Regions from separate parts of the Mus musculus genome. Here region 2 is linked to region 1. Evidence: chromatin contacts called from public capture Hi-C data. All regions are on one chromosome and are shown on one strand. Each heading gives the region's core, a stretch centred on a gene start, on an enhancer-like site or on the middle of the called end of the contact. The rest is flanking DNA. Distances are from core to core; before and after follow the strand shown. Region 1 overlaps Manbal (mannosidase, beta A, lysosomal-like). Region 2 overlaps Src (Rous sarcoma oncogene).

The links. Capture Hi-C pulls out chosen DNA fragments and counts their contacts.
Region 2: a capture Hi-C map of embryonic stem cells shows a contact between it and region 1, with 2.3 times the contacts expected there. The contact joins two enhancer-like sites. A contact is called at or near these places in 2 of 15 datasets of contacts at CTCF or cohesin (embryonic stem cells and pro-B cells), 21 of 484 Hi-C or Micro-C datasets (the G1E-ER4 cell line, the HPC-7 cell line, cerebral cortex and 9 more), 18 of 115 datasets of contacts at active chromatin or transcription factors (CD8 T cells, Th17 cells, bone marrow-derived macrophages and 10 more) and 3 of 9 other capture datasets (adipose tissue, embryonic stem cells and liver).

The regions. Positions count from the first base shown.
Region 1 is chr2:157,389,041-157,394,508 of GRCm38.p6, forward strand. All of the region lies in intron 2 of Manbal (mannosidase, beta A, lysosomal-like), which reads left to right. Among named protein-coding and RNA genes, the nearest start is that of Manbal, 24 kb to the left of the region's middle. Within about 2 kb of position 3,406, at least 19 of the 459 cell types and tissues checked have an H3K27ac peak or open chromatin away from gene starts, as enhancers often do. A contact at or near this core is called in differentiating embryonic stem cells and embryonic stem cells, where this site is marked.
Region 2 is chr2:157,455,299-157,460,766 of GRCm38.p6, forward strand. Src (Rous sarcoma oncogene) reads left to right here. Exons shown (of 15, transcript NM_009271.3): 3 at 293-469; 4 at 1,779-2,033; 5 at 3,236-3,335; 6 at 3,545-3,562. The coding sequence starts at 1,787. Among named protein-coding and RNA genes, the nearest start is that of Src, 34 kb to the left of the region's middle. Within about 2 kb of position 2,308, at least 170 of the 459 cell types and tissues checked have an H3K27ac peak or open chromatin away from gene starts, as enhancers often do. A contact at or near this core is called in differentiating embryonic stem cells and embryonic stem cells, where this site is marked.

The sequences.
Region 1 (5,468 bases), core at 2,156-4,655:
CGTAGTACATAACCAATCCGGGTGTGAGACACGCCTCTCCTAGGCCTATATAAGCAGCACCAGGCTTGGGGGTCTCTTCGCCTCTACCATCAAGCTCTCCCAATAAACGTGTGCAGAAGGATCCTGTTGCAGCGTCGTTACTGCTGGCCAGTCTGGCGCGTGCAAGAAAGAATGTCTTGTCTTTGTATATGTCTGCACACCATATGTGTACAGTGTTCATACAGGCTAGAAGAAAACATCAGATCTCCTAGAATGGGTTACAGACAATGAGTGCTGGGAACCCAGCCCAGGTCCTCTGTGGAGATCAGCTCTTGGCCAACTGAGGCTTCTCCCAGTTGTGTTTTCGAGATGAGTCCTCTCACTGATCCTGGAGCCCAGCAGTTCAGCTACCCGAGACATCTTGTCTTTGCCTCCCTAAGCCAGGATAGCAGGTGTGTGCTGCCACGCCCCACTCCTTACATGGGTACTGGGGATATGAACTCAGGTCTTTATGCTATTACAGAAAGCACTTTACTAGCTGAGCTGTCTCCCCAGGTGCCCCGCCCAGGTGGTTTTTTCTAACACAATTCCACTTACCTGCCAAGTGTCTTAGATGCTGTGTCTCTGTTGGCGTAGTTAAGCCCTGTGGACAGCCTCCCCCACCCCCATTTCATCTGGTGGGTTGTCCAGTGCCCTGCTCCATCTCTATCTACAAGGACATTTTAGCCCCTGTCCTGCCTGGGTCCTTGGGCAGGAATGACCCAGTGGGAAGGGACAGAGCTCCAGCGTGAGGCAGACTGGTCCTGTGCAGTCCTAATCTCGGCAGAGCCATAGGAGGAAGCTCCCTGCGGGGCTAATGAGCCGGTTCCTTGGCGGTTCCTTGGTGGTTCCTAGGCTGCGCCTGAGCATAGTACTGCTTTTGCTTCCCTGGACTGTTTCAAGGGAGGAATGGCAGTGTTGAATAGGGTGCACAGCCATGTAGAGCCGCACACTGGAGACAGCTAGCTTAATCCTTCTCTCGGACACTGGCAGACTCTGTTCCCTGAGCCTGGCCAATAGCAGCAATCGTCTGACCTGGTGATCTGCTCTCTTGCCACCTCATTATGGATAGGGTTGTGTCCACAAGAGACATCTCCATGAACCCAGGAAACTCCTGGCAACGGAGGCCTCTTCTTTTTCTCAATTGCTTCAGACTTGAGGTGTCTGGGTGCTGTTCCCTGTGTTTATAGCCTGAGGCCCATCCTGGCACTTTGTCTAGATGAGTGGCACAGGGCCTGACTTGCTAACTACCAGCAGTAGGACCCCCAGACTGAAAGGTGAGGCTGATAGGGGTGTAGTCTGCAGTTCCCTGGCCTGTCCCAGGCATGCACATTAAGTCACTCACTTGCTCAGTAACTCCTGTCAGCTGAGAGGAAAAACCATCCCTGTGCTGCTCGGACCCGAGGACCCAGGTCACACTGTGACGCAGAAGGTCTCAGTGTCAGAGCTTTGGCTTCCTTGCCCGTCAGTGACACTCCTGTGGCTTCCTTATCATCACAAGGCCCAGTGAACAAATGACTGGAGTGCACTGGCCCTTCTGCAGCCCCTGTGGTGAGCACAGAGCTTCTTATACTGGGCACACATGAATAAACAGAGGACCCTGTACAACAGGTGAATGTCAGCAAGCAGTGCCAGTGGCTGAGTGAGAGGAACAGGCCAAGGCTGGAATTGACTGCCTCCCAGAAACCAAACGGGGTCTTTTAAAATCCATCTTATACAAAAGACGAGTAACATTTTAAAATCTGAAAACAGGCCCAGTCATGACTGTTGTCATCGTTTTAGGAAAAGAAACTACTGCTAGTGTGGAGGATGAGGAGAAGAAAGGATTCGAGAGGATGCAGAACGCCCAGTGGCCAAGCTGCTGTAGGTCCATGTGGGCAGTGGACTGTATATGTGGTTGGGATGAGCAAATCTAGAAGCAACAATATAAACAGGCCTCGGGAGCAGATGGGTGTGGGGCCGTGAGGGATCAGGGAGAGCTTAGAAATGAACTTGGGCAGCACATGGGGGGCAGTGCCAAAAGCTGAGGTATGGCAGGGTTAGGGCGAGGAGGAGACAGCAAATGCATCGGGAGGCATGATGACCGTGGTGTGTACACACCCACAGAGGACGGCTTCCACTGCATAGAGCAAACATGACTGCACTGTTAACCGCACTTCTGACTCCTCCAGGACCACTGGTCACAAGAAGGGGACAGACAGAATCTTCTCATTCTTGCATGCGACTCTGGGGGGCTGCTAAGTATAGAAAATAGATTTCATAGTTAATAATGAAGCAGTGAGAGACACAGATTCTAGCTCTGCTGCTCATCAACTGAGCTCTCAAACCAGCCCTGGTCCTTTCTGGGTGCTGTTCCCTGTGTTTACAGCCTGAGGCCCATCCTGGCACTTTGTCTAGATGAGTGGCACAGGGCCTGACTTGCTAACTACCAGCAGTGTTAGGGCTACTATGGCAGGGGTGTGACTGCTGTGTCTGCTGTGGTGTGACTGCCGTGGTGTGACTGCTGTGTCTGCCTTGTTGGTGTGACTGCTGTGGCCTGTGTGGCCGTGGTGTGACTGGTAGCAACACTGGAAGCTGTAGGTATTGGATGTGAAAATTGCTGGGCCCTGAGCTCATAGGAACCAAGAGGCCCTGCCGCTCTTTCACCGCATTCGCTCACTCGTTCACGGAGCCACTGCCCTGCAGATGGCTAGCTGGGTGAGACAGACATGAGAACATGTCACCTTAAAGGTGACATGCAATAAAGGAAGACATCCAGCATCAGCCTCTGGCCTCCACACACATGTGTACACACATACCTACGTACATACGCATGCACATGAATGCATGCACATGCGTACACCATACACACAGCACACGTGTCTGTGGTAGAGTGTTGGTGGTGTTATAAAGTAGCTGGGCACTTCCGTAAAGGAACACAGCAGAGAAGGAAGGCTGGGCAGTCTTTAGAAGCAGACTTTGTTGTTATTTTTTTAGCTTTCTGTGTTGGCATGAAGCTAAGTGTACCCTTCAGACCAGAAAAGGGTATCAGATCCCCTAGAACTGGAGTTACATACAAATGATTGTGAGCTACCACATGGGTGCTGGGAACTGGACCTGGGTTCACTGTAAGAGCAGCAAGTGCTCTTAACCACTGAACTCCAACCCCAGGAGTATGTTCTTAAGAGTAGCCAAGCCACAGGGTGGGGAGCTGGGCAGGGACAGAGGGTGCTCCTGGGAAGCCCTGCTGTCTGACCTTGGTGCTATTAGGCTGCTCAGCTGCCTTCTTAGGTATGGGGCATGAGGCAGTAGATGGTAGGAAGCCCTGGGGAGGCTTAGGGTGGAGAGACCTGCACCTGGGAAGCATCCTTTGTCAGGTACAGGAGTGAGCAGAGGCGGAGGTAGGGCAGGGACAGGCAGAATGGGAAGGGGTGGGGCTCAGATGCTAGAGAGTGGCTGAGTCAAGACAGAGAGTAGGTTGGGTCAGCAAGCTCTGAGACCTGTTGCAGAATAGTGGAAGGTGAACCATTGGGATCCCGGTCACCCTTCCTGCTGGAGGAAGGCTGGGCCTCTAGGAAAGATGCCATGTGGCCTGGGATGGTTGAGTTGGAAGGAATTGGGACAGGACATGCCCATACTAGTTATCTGGTGTGTAGTTGAATAGGGGTGGAGTCTCAGAGCCAAAAGGGACAAGGCAGCAGGAAGAACCTCTGTAGCATGAAGCAGCACAGGACAGCCACTAGGCCACTGTACCAGCTCCCATTGCCACAGGCTTGAGCACAGAGTATCAGCTCCATCCTGAAGACCTGGACAGGCCTCAGTAAGCTCTTTGGTGTATGTTTTAATTCTGCCCAGGGCACGTAGAGGCAGCCGGCTTCCACGATGTGTGCAGGTGCTATAAGGAGCAGCTCTCTGCTCCAAGGCCCTCAGTGACATAGACATCATATCCTGCTGGGTTTGCCTTAATCATGAGCCTGCCCAATGGACTCTACAGGGATGTGCAGTTGACAGCCTCTCTTCTGAGGCTTGGTTTTGTTGTTTTGTTTTGTTTTGTTTTGTTTTGTTTTGTTTTCTTGGTCAAGTTGCATAATAGTGTTGGGGGACTTTGGACACCATTGACTTATGGCAGGAGGCGGCTCAGCAGCTTGGGGGCTGTGAGCTCCAGTCCTGAAACTTTATAACACCCACAAGGCCGTTCCCTGAGCTGCAGTTCCTCCCCTGCAGGAAGGAGGCTGGGCCCTGGTGTCTCAGGTAATGCCAGGAAATAAAATGAGCTAGAACCTGGGCTCACTGAGTTCAACACAGATGTCTTAGTTAGGGTTCTACTGTTGTGAACAGACACCATGACTAAGGCAACCTTATAAGGACAACGTTTTTTTTTTTTCCCGAGACAGGGTTTCTCTGTGTAGCTAGCCCTAGCTGTCCTAGAACTCACTTTGTAGACCAGGCTGGCCTCAAACTCAGAAATCTGCCTGCCGCTGCCTCCCAAGTGCTGGGATTAAAGGCGTGCGCCACCACCGCCCGGCATAAGGACAACATTTTATCGGGGCTGGCTTACAGGTTCACAAGGCAGGAACATGGTGGTGTCCAGGCAGGAACGGTGCAGGATGAGCTGAGAGTTCTACATCTTCATCTGAAGGCTACTAGGAGAAGACTGGCTTCTAGGCAGCTAAAGCCCAAGCCCACAGTGACACACTTATTCCAACTAGGCCACACCTACTAGTAGGGCCACTCCCCAGGCCAAGCATATTCAAACCACCACAACAGAGGAACCTCTTTGTCTTCCAGAGCTAGGAGGTAGCTTTAGTCTGCTTTTTAATTTTTCTACTTTAAATAAAGATCAAGAGATTTAAAGGCTGGAGAGATAGCTCATCACTGGAGAGTACTTGCTTTGCCTGCAGAGGACCTGGGTTCAGTTCCCAGCACCCACATGGCGGCTCTTGGCTATCTGTAGCACCAGTTCCAGGGGCTCCAATACCTTTTTCTGACCTCTGGATAGTGAGAACACATATGATAGACATACATACATACGACATACATACATACCGGCAACACACACACAAAACGAAATTAATAAATCTCATAACAATTTGAAAAATATATCAAGAGGCAAAACAAGCAGCAACCTTTCTCATATTAAGTCTCAGCCAAGGCTACCCAGTAAGACCTTGTATCAGGAGTCGGAGGCAGGTAGACCTTCCCCAATGCTGTGCTAGTACCTTGGGGTGTTGGCCCTGAACAGTGCTGTTGAGTCATAGCACTACAAGGGGACACAGAGCTGCCATCACTGTATATGCAAAGAACCCAGGAGGAGCCAGGAGTCCACAGTTCATGGGAGGTCACCCAGCTGGCATGGATCTTGAATATTTTAAAACTTTATTTTTGTGTGTTTTTGTAAACAGTGTATGTATGTCTGAACATGTGTTATGTATGAGACTGTGTGTGTGTTATGTATGTGAGTCTGCATGGGA
Region 2 (5,468 bases), core at 1,058-3,557, 65 kb after region 1:
CCCTGGTGGCACATCCAGAACACATTCCAGTGACTGCTAGTGTGCAGGACTTTGGCCCCATTTGGTCTTGTCATGGCTCTGTCACATAAGGGAAAGACATGGTACAGGGGACGATAGCCACACCAGTGTACAACTTGGGAATTGGGCTCCAGAGCCTTCCAAACTGCCGTCCATCTGACTTCCTCTCACTCACAGGATCTTTGGGAAGGTCAAAGGGCATTTTGGCGGGATCCTGATCCTCTGTGTGAGAGTGTGTGAGAGCTCTAATGGTTTTCATGTCCACACCCCACAGCATCTCTGCAGGTGCGGATGTTGCGACCCAGGGAGAGGGAGCAGCTTGCCTAGGGACACGGAGCAGGAGAGGTGCAACAGGGTCTTTAGGCCAAGACCCCGGATACTACAGCTGGTGTCTGCACCAAGGCCCCAGTCTGCTCCCCAGATCCACTGGGGTAGCTCTGCTACCTATCAGGTGAGCAGAGATGGGAGAGGGGAGCCCCAGCCCAGCTTCCTGGGTTGGGCACGGATGTGGAAGGTAGCAGGCATCGGGTGGCATGGGGCCTTTCACTTGGTCCCTCTGTGTATCCAGGTCCCTGGACCTCTCAGACTTGCTCCCCCTGCTCATCATTTGGTTGTTTGTTAAGCACCTGCTGTATACCTCACTCCGTGCATACCAGGAGCAATTCATGAATTAAAAGAAGAGGGGGCTACATATAACCAAGGGGGTACAGTAGTTTGGGGGCTCATGAAAGAATTTGAGGACCCCTTCCTAAAGGATGTGACTTGAAGTTTCTCTTCCTTCCTTCCTTCCTTCCTTCCTTCCTTCCTTCCTTCCTTCCTTCCTTCCTTTCTTTCTTTTTCTTTCTTTCTTTCTTTCTTTCTTTCTTTCTTTCTTTCTTCCTTCCTTCCTTCCTCTCTTCCTCTCTTCCTCCCTTCCTCCCTTCCTCCCTTCCTCCCTTCCTCCCTTCCTCCCTCCCTCCCTCCCTCTTTCTTTCTTTCTTTCTTTCTTTCTTTCTTTCTTTCTTTCTTTCTTTCTTTCTTGATTTATATGTAAGTAAGTACACTGTAGCTGTCCTCAGACATCAGGAAAAGGAATCAGGTCTCGTTACAGATGGTTGTGAGCCACCATGTGATTGCTGGAATTTGAACTCAGGACCTCTGGAAAGGCAGTCAGTGCTCTTAACTGCTGAGCCACCTCTCCAGCCCCAGTCCACCTCTTTTCACCATGTGGGTCCTGGGGATTGAACTGAGGTCAGCAGTGTCTGTGACAGGTGCCTTTACCTGTGTAGCCATCTGCCTGACCCAGGAAGTAACTTTGAGCTGACAGCTGAAGGAAACTGAGTTGGGAGGTGAAGCTGTCAGGGAATAGTGTTTGCAAAGGTCCTGTGACCAGGAGGCCTGGCCATCCCTTCTTCAAGCCACCGTACTGTACTGCACCTTCCCCCAGTGTTAGACGACTTGTCAGGCATGGATTCATTCAGCAATCCTTAAATGAGCCCCTCCTATGTGCTGGGGACATAGATATGACTCAAGTGTCCCTGCCTAAGAAAGACTGAAACTGACTTTGGGTCCAGCAGTCAGGACTTTGGACTGGTATGTCTTCTCTCCATAGCTGTGTCCTAAGGTGCCAGCAATTCATTTGACAGGTGTAATGAGACGAGTCCTCCCAGGGTGGCTAGTCCCCTTCTTAGGACCTCAGTTTCCCTATCCGATAAGTGGGTGGGGTGGCTTGTCTCCTCCCAGAGGCTCTCCTCTACCTCGGGGATTTCTGTCGCCCCTAGCCAGGACCATGGGCAGCAACAAGAGCAAGCCCAAGGACGCCAGCCAGCGGCGCCGCAGCCTGGAGCCCTCGGAAAACGTGCACGGGGCAGGGGGCGCCTTCCCGGCCTCACAGACACCGAGCAAGCCCGCCTCCGCCGACGGCCACCGCGGGCCCAGCGCCGCCTTCGTGCCGCCCGCGGCCGAGCCCAAGCTCTTCGGAGGCTTCAACTCCTCGGACACCGTCACCTCCCCGCAGAGGGCGGGGCCTCTGGCAGGTCAGCCCTCCCCCTTGCTGTGTGTCCCTGAGCTGTGGTGCACCCTCTCTGGGTTCTGGGGACTCGGTTTTCCCGAGGCTGCGAATGGGGAAGGATTCGTAAACTGGAAAGCGGGGCTCCTGGCGCTTTCGGGCTCCCAGGTTCAGAGTATATAACGGGTTCTGAAGGAGAGGGTTGTAGGGGAGGGGACCCTGAGGCCCTCAGGGGATGGACCGCCACGGACTAGCTGCCGCCTCCGCCCAGCCTTTGTTCCTGGCTCTGCTGTGCGATGGCCCGAGTGCGCCCCTGCGCCCTCTGCTGGCGCTGTGTGGTGCGGCAGCCCTGCCGCCCAGGAGCTGAGCGGGGTGACTCACGCTCCTGCATGCATGGCTACACACCCACACGTGCAAATCCCACACTCTGACGGAGCCATACTCACGGCTGCACGCCCATGCGTGCAAATCCCACGCTCAGACAGAGCCACACGCATGGCTGCACACCTACACGTACAAATCCCACCCAGACTCAACCATGTTATATGCCCACATTGGGCATGAACCCACACTGAGTGGAGACACCAACAATTCCTAGAGACACCTGGGCCAGAGCACACACAGATACAGGTGTGCATACAACCTCGCCCCCTCAGATGGGCCTGTCTACCATCTTGCATGCAGAATGCAGACACGGGATGTAGGGGTTCCCAGCTCCACATCCCACCACAGGAACTTGGTTGTGGTGAGACCTTTGGACGGGCAGCCCACTTCCCGCCATGCAGCCACACACCCATTCGATCATTTGAGAAGCATTTGTGGAGCCTCGGGCAACCGAGGGTGGGATGCAGGATTCCACGGAGCAGCTGTGGGTGAGGGGAGAATCAGGGGAAGGGTCCTGAAACTTGGACCAGAAACCTCGAGCTGCCAGGCACACACACAGGCAGAGTCCCTTAAGTGTGGGGCTTGGGGCATCTTCTGTGTGCTGCCCCTGAGTGCAGAGCAAGGGAGCCTGATCTCGGGGGGGGGGGGGGACAGGGACGGGGGGGACGGGGACGGGGACGGGACTTCTGCTTGTGTCAATAGACTCATTAGATAAGGAACACCTAGTCTGCAGCCCAGCAGGAAGGCACAGCGTACTTAGCTTCCTCCCAGGGACAGGCTGGTGAGTGAGAACGGCGCCTGACCCAGCCCCTGCAGGGTTCTGACACCTCTCATCCTTCTCTGCAGGTGGGGTGACCACCTTTGTGGCCCTCTATGACTATGAGTCACGGACAGAGACTGACCTGTCCTTCAAGAAAGGGGAGCGGCTGCAGATTGTCAATAACACGTGAGTGGCCTGGCGGGGACTGCACTGGGAGCGTGGGTCTGTCTTACCGAGAGCTGCCGGCAGAGGGCGGTGCAGAGCCTACAGGGCTGCTTCTGCTCTTGGTGGGTGGCGGCCCTCCCTAGACCCCAACCAGTATCCTCCCTTGTCCTGGGCCCTGTCTTCGCACCTCAGCCTCTCCTTCTCTCTGCTTCTCTCTCGCTGGCCCTTAGGAGGAAGGTGGATGTCAGGTGTGTACCGAGGCCAGGTAGAGGGGGATGCTTCGCTGAGGCTGGGGGCTGCTCTCTGCATGTGCTTCCTCCACCGCCCCTGTGTGTTTCCAGCTCTCTCCCCGTCCCTTTAGCTTACCCTGCATCCCACCTGTATGAGCCGACCCTCCATCTTCTCCCCACACCTTCCTGTTAGCTCTCTTCCTCCCTGTTCTGATTTGTGATTCCACATTGGGTGCCAGCTACATGCAGGACCCAGTGTATTCTGTAGGCCAGGGAGGGAGGCAGTGTGGTGGGGAGTGGGTTACACCAGACCAGGTCAGGGGTGGATAGAAGCAGGCCGGGGTCCCTGCAAGATGTCCCCGGGAGAGGGGGCTGTCTCTATCAGACTGCCCATCCAAGGAAGGACAGTGAGCCACAGCAGGTAAGGGCAGCATCCCTGGGAGGGGGGCAGCTGCTGGTTGGAGGTATGTGCTGGGCTGTGGAGGCCTCTCCCTGGAGCAGGTAAGGCTTGGGGACTTTGATTTGAGCTGCTCTGGAGGGTAGAGAGGATCCATCATAAAGTGCCCCAAAGGTCTGGCTAAAGAGGTAGGCTTTCCGTCTCCCTGGGCGTGTCTCGCTGCTCATGCCTCCCGTTCCTCGTGCATGCTACTCCGTTTGCCTGAAATACTTCTCCTGTATCCATCTGGTGAACTCCTATTCAGCCCTCAAGATCCAGGGAGGGGATGCCCGTTGTGTGAGGCAAAAGTGAGCAGGTTCCACGTTCTGCACCGGTCACTGTCATTCATACCCCTCCATCTCGTTATCTCTGATCCCCGGGGGGTGGGGTGGGGACAGCAGCAATGGTGGAGGGGCTGGCTCTATTTTGTGAATGAGGAAACTGAGGCTCAAAGTCAGGAAGGCCCTTGTCCAAGGTCATGTGGCTACCGATAGCAAGCCCAGGATGGGACCTGGGCACTTTCTCTTCTTTTCCTGGACTGGCGCCCTGGGGAAGAGACCTCCCTAGTACCTCCCCACCAGTGTGGCCAGCTGCTCCTTCCCTCCTAAAGGGAAGCCCTGAGTTCCCATTGTCCCCAGCTGCTGGTGGCACTGGTGGCCAGGAGGAGGAGCAGTGTGACCCTGGCGCTGAAAGGATGGTGTCCCAGAGCCACACGGCTGATAGAGGCAGAGGTGAGAGAAGGAATGGCCACAGACCTTGGAGTGTGTGCCGCTGGTGGAGACTGCCCTGTGGGGAGTCTCTGCACAAGTGGCAGGAGGCAGGAAAGGCTTGGGGACTTGGACTCTGTGTCTTTGGGGTCACAGCAGCCTCCACGCCTTTGGGGTGCAGTTTCTTTCTCCTCTCTTGTCGCCTTTTAGGACAGTGGGGACCTGTACAGCCAGGCAGCCAGAGTCAGTCACAAGGGAGTCTCCTCCACTGGAGGTCCCCGGGTGGTGGGGTCACAGGAATGAATGGTGGGGCCAGGATCTGGCTGTTAGACCTGCTGCCGGGGCCTCTGATCAACCCCTGCTCTGCCCAGAGAAGTTCAGGTGTCTGTCTGGTGGAGAATGCCATTGTTCTCAGCTCAGCATGTTCCCCACCTCTTCCTAGCTGAGAATCTGGGGCCCCTCGCATGGGAGAGTGCCAGACTCCTGACCAAACCAGTTCCTGGCTACCGGAGGCAAGGCTGTCCTCCTAGACCCTTGGCATAGGAAGTGGGAATTGATGCCCCATTTCTAGGGTAGGTGCACTGACGCGTAGGTGCTCATTCCTGCTCTGGCCCAGTCTGAAGCTATGACAGACTCCACTTACTAAATATTGCCTCCTTTATAAATGTGAACATGAAAACCCAGAGAGGGCATGCTGTTTGTCCAAGGTCACACAGTTTTCCTCCAGGAACTACTCAGCTTAGGTTTTTGAAGTTTGGGGAGGTGGGGGGGAACCTGTCAG